Regions from separate parts of the Capsicum annuum genome. Here region 1 is linked to region 2. A link is a contact called in public Hi-C data. All regions are on one chromosome and are shown on one strand. Each heading gives the region's core, a stretch centred on a gene start, on an enhancer-like site or on the middle of the called end of the contact. The rest is flanking DNA. Distances are from core to core; before and after follow the strand shown.

The links. A called contact is a pair of places that touch in the nucleus more often than the background predicts.
Region 1: a Hi-C map of leaf shows a contact between it and region 2, with 1.8 times the contacts expected there. The contact joins the enhancer-like site here to the promoter of LOC107854756 in region 2. A contact is called at or near these places in 3 of 5 Hi-C or Micro-C datasets (bud, leaf and placenta).

Annotation. Positions count from the first base shown.
Region 1 is chr9:184,946,448-184,949,344 of UCD10Xv1.1, forward strand. It overlaps LOC107840873. Among protein-coding and RNA genes, the nearest start is that of LOC124887429, 24 kb to the right of the region's middle. Within about 2 kb of position 1,349, at least 1 of the 5 cell types and tissues checked has an H3K27ac peak or open chromatin away from gene starts, as enhancers often do. A contact at or near this core is called in leaf, where this site is marked.
Region 2 is chr9:184,905,141-184,907,840 of UCD10Xv1.1, forward strand. LOC107854756 (kinesin-like protein KIN-14Q) reads right to left here and starts at 1,392. Exons shown (of 18, transcript XM_016699757.2): 1 at 559-1,392; 2 at 349-429. The coding sequence starts at 649.

The DNA.
Region 1 (2,897 bases), core at 99-2,598, 41 kb after region 2:
ACATTAATATCATAAACTTAAAGTTATCACAAGAGAGGGATTTCATAAGTTGTGCTCTCAAACATTCTTCAATCTAAATCTTCATACATATACATATACATATACATATACATATACATGTAAATCAATTTAAAGGGGGGAAAAGGCCTAAAGACCAAATCAACAGTACAATTAAACATTCATAATGTATAATAAAATCATGTATTTCAAAACCCCTTTTCTAAATTCATGCTTGATAATCTTTAAATCACGTTCTAGTGTTTACAAGCCCATGTAGTTTTTAGGATAAACCCTACGTACCTTAGATTATGAATTTTGGATGAACACTTGCTTTTGGGACTCTATTTGTGCTTTTGATGGATGATTCTTGAAGATCTTAGTTTGGGGATTCTAATTCTTGAATCAATTTTGGAATTTAATGGTGAAATTTTGAGGATCTTGAATCTTAGGTTGAGGCCCTAGGGTTTGGTTCTTGAGAGGATTTGAGAGAAAGGAGTGTATTTTTGGTGAAATGGAGGTTGAATTCAGTGTTTATGGAGTTATGGGGTGAAGTGAAAATTCCAAAATACCCCTCCAAAACCGTTTAGGAAACGCTAAATTTTAAAGGTGACGACCTTAGCTGATAGGTCATCACATATGTGATAAATTATCATACCAGGTCATCACTCAGAGGCTGATTTTGTGAGTTACTGCCTTGGGCTGACGACATGGCTGATAGGTCATCACATATGTGATAACTTATCAGCTCAGGTCGTCACTTGTCGATAGACAGACATGCTGAAGTAAAATGGGTATAACGTTTTTTTCTGATCTGAGATTTGGGAAAAATTGGTATCTTTAGAAAGATAATTCGAAGATCTTTCATTTGATATATAGTAGGCCACCCAGTTTATCATATACAAGGAGTTATGGTTGATTGAATCTGACCTAAGTTTCGACACTCACTCAAACTCGAACGATAGGAAAGCTTTCAACTCGTCCTTGAGTTTAGGGACCTCTATGATCTCAATTTATGATCAAATAGGTTCCCGCACTACATAATTGATTAACATGCCAAATTTGCATAAAATTTATGACTTTTGAATCATCTACGCATAGAAACGACGATTTTTCGTTCTATCCCGAAATTCAGGGTGTTACATCTTTATACAAGTAATAATGCCGTGCACTTTTCATTTGACAATATAATCCTATACTTTATCTGAGAATTCAGGATTTCTTATGACCACCACAATTTCTCTGTTCTCCACTAGCCCCACACCACACTTTGGTGGCCTATAATTTGTCCCTTATTTGCCACAGTACTTCTCTTGGAAAACTGTATTTATTCTTCAAAAAAATTTTTTTGGGTTTACGAATAAAATGGCAACACAGGCATTGATATCTTCTTCATCTATTACCTCCTCAGCAGAGGCTGCCAGACAAATTCTAGGAGCAAGACATTTTCAACCAATCAAGAAGGCTTCATTCGTTGTAAGGGCTACTGCCACTCCACCTGTTAAGGTAACCACCTTTATTGTTCCTTTCCATGTATAAGTAAGGGGCACATTGATACATCTAGTACATTGCTCTTCATATATATATAATGATAGCGCTGTTCGAGTCAGATTTGCATTTTGACTATTCCACCAGATACTATCACCCATGAGAACAAATACGGTGTACTTATACCCAACAAAGCTTATATAGATGAGATGAAGTCACCATGCACTGTTTGCTTCTGCTGGGGATTTTCAGCCACTTCGAGGTCGTTTGGTTGGGAAACAAGTTACGTTTGGGATTAGTTATGCTATGGTTAGTTGTATTGGGATTACTTATCTTGGTATTACTTTTTAGTGGTTGTTTGGTTTGTGGCATTCAAAATAATATGCATTGCTTTCTTTCTAAGAATAGATAGTTTGTTTACAAAAATACTCTTCATCTTATTTAGCTTAATTATTTTTTTAATATTAAATCATACAAAAAAAATTAAAAGGTTACTAATTTTTATTTAACCTCATTAGTTTCTTTTTCCTAAACATACATGTTAGGAAATTTATATTGATATTTCTTAAAGAAATTTAACCGGGGGCAGCCGCTGATCAATACAGACAAGGACTTCATTTGACACATGAGATTATAAATTAACATGCATTTTAGAATAATGTCTGACCAAACAAACAGAATAATGCAATAAATACATTATTTTTCCTTTCTTTCCTTTCTTTTTGATGACAGAGAATGGCTAGAGGCAGCAGTTTGGAACTCGGTGGATACTGTCCCTCTCTACTCTTCTCAATTTAATTATCAGGCTTTTGTCAGAGGCAGGGTTCGAATCCATGACATGAACCTAACCCACCATTATGTGTTGCTGTCTTACCACTAGACCAAAACGCTAGATCAATCAAGGCCTTATTCTCTTACATTATTGACTATGAAAATTCAAAAATGTAATACAGAACCTCCTCAGGGTTAGCTAGCTTATGGACTCCGTTCTGCAGTGCCATCATGAAGACTATAATCAGAAGATCAAAAACTAGAAAGTACAGTGTCTTAGGGAGTTCTCTCACGATCGTAATTTCAGTTATTCATCTCAAGCAGCATTAGCCAAAGGTTCACTTTCAGTCGATGCTTCAAGCCTGCAAGATTATAACCAAATACAGGAGTCAAACTCGCAAAAACGAGTTAAAGGACAAGGCAGGTACTGAAGACCTGATGGCACACCATTTGCAGCCCTGAATACCTACTTCAGAGAACAGAATAAACTCTTCTATTATCTTTTCCTGACATGTTAGGACAGAATCTGTGTCGTATAATAAAGGTTAAGTAACTTCATTACGGAGTTATTTTGTTAGTAAAATGCTTGTGCAAATGTCTCACCAACAATGACAAGCATGACAAGAAAAACAGGCAGGAAA
Region 2 (2,700 bases), core at 142-2,641:
ACATTTTCTGCAATTGGATTCTTGAAATTTTCAGCATTACACCCTTCCAGGAAACAAATCAATACACATAAAACACAATCAATCAAAAACAAAAATCCCCATTTTCAAGAATTGCTCTACTGCGTCTAAAAATGAGTATAATGCAAAAAAAGGAGGTGCTTTATTACCCTCAATTCAAAATCTTGAAAACCCTTTTTTTCAAGAATTGCTCTAAAACTGAGTGTAATGCAAAAGGGGTGATAAATACCCTCAATTCAACATCTTGTAAAACCCCTTTTCAAGAAAATCTTCTCATTTTCAAGAATTGCTCTACGAATGAGTGTACTACAAAAAGGGGTGCATAATTACCTTGACTCTTGATTGGGCTAGAACAATCAGAATCTTCTTCCATCAATGTATTTCCTAAATCACGCGACGACAAAAAGGGGTCTGCCAAAATACAATAGTAACACAATAATAATAATAATAATAATAATAATAATAATAATAATAATAATAAGCTACAACTCAATGTAACAATTGACATAATTTGTATATACCCGAAATCAAATATCTTACAGTAATTGTAGGAGCTAATTGATAGTTGTTGTTGGGAAGAAGAAGAAGCATCAGTAATAAGAAGTGGATCATGCCACTCATCAACATCCATTGATAAAGTGGGCAGAGAGTTTTGAAATGAAAAAAGTGTAGTGGGGGTAATCAAATACACTGCAGATTTCAAAGGCAAAAAGGGTAAAAAGGGATTCAAGAAAAAGAAAGTTCCATTTCAAAGGCCGGTAATTTCTCCGTTTCCAGTGTTATGATGAAAGACGAACGTTGCTCTTCTTTTGAAATTTGAAAATAAGAGACCGGGCCAAAATAAAATGTTAAACATACGAATTTTCAATTGGGCCGCCTTTAGGATTCTGTTTACCTTGCATCTTGTTACACAATCTATGGGAAAAATTTCACAAAACCATAATTTAAGATATTTAAATTATTAAAAAAATTCTTCAATTAATAAGAATTATAAAAATCACTTATTTATATTCTCTTTCTTTAAAAACTCTAGATACATAACTTTTACCTAAACAAAAAAGGGTAAAATTCATAAATGGCGACTCGGCAAAAACAAATGACACGAAAATGGTTAATGTTTCAAAATTCCAAAATCTAGTCATTTTATTGGCTAATTAGGCCGTTGACTCCTTTTGGACCACTGCTATCCTTTTCTAAAAAGAAAAAAAATTGCTACCTATTAATTTTTTTAAAAAATTGTTCTCTATTATTTTGGATCACTGATCATTTGCTAAATTTTCCTTCTAAATTTTCCTTCTATTTTATTTGATTTTTCTTGTTACTCCACTATTATTATTAATTTTTCTGCTTGTTGTGTTTTCTTCTTTTCCCCCTGTTTTTTTTTTGGGTTTGCTCATTTTTATTCTAAAAAATTGATATTTATATTTATTTTTTAATTCTATCAATAAAATAATTAAATACAAATTTATAATATCGTAACCAAATAAAATTTTATAGTTTTTATAAATACAAATTTATAATATCGTAATTAAATAATTGTATAGTTTATATCACATCCTATACAATGTTTAACTACAATAATTTTTAGATATAAATTATATACCATATTTATACAGTTTATATACATCCTATACATATACATATTCTATACAACAATGATACAAATTCTATACAGATCATATATATAAAAAATATATATTCTATACAATACTTATACGATTGTTTTATACATTCTCTACAACAATTATTCATTTTTTATACACATTTTATACGATCTTTGGCTACAATAATTATTCAGATACGTATTTTATACAACAACTACATAGTTTCTATACACATTCTATTCATACGTATTTTATACAATAACTATATAATTTCTGTATGCATTCTATACATTTTTTATCTATATTTTATACATATACATATTTAATATAACTATACAATTTCTATACATATATCACATATAGGTACAGATTCTTTACAATAATTATAACTTTTTTATATAATTGTATTTAATTGATATTTTTAACACATTTTGTACAGGTTCCATAATATCTTATATTATATTTAATAATTATACATTTTTATCAAATTATATATAATTATTATTTCTTTTAAATAAAAAAGCAGATTTTTTAGTTAAAAATTTTATACAATTTTTATACACATTCTATACAACCTTTAGCTGCAATTATTATTCGGATATATATTTTATACATCAATTATAAATTTCTTTATACATTCTATACAATTTTTAATATATATTTTATACATACATACATATATAACTATAATATATTAAAAGTTTGAAGACCCTTAGAAAAGTGATTTGAGCTTTTTGTCCTTCATTAAAAGACTCTCCTTTAGACAAAACTGTCTTTTCATTTTTTTTTTAATTTATTATTTAATTATTTTTATTATATTAACTAGACTCCTAAAATATATGAAACTCCTAAAATATATGAAAGTAGAATCAATTAATATTTTTCTTTGTACTGATCAATTAGAAAAATACTCCCAAAATAGGATAGAATAATATTCCTAAAATAGGACTCTATTAAGGAAATACTTCTATAAATATGATTGATACTTATCTAACTTAATTCGGTTGCATGTCTAGATCGATGGATGCTTAATTTTCTAACCCACCATAATAAAATTCAATGTGTGCGTATATATATA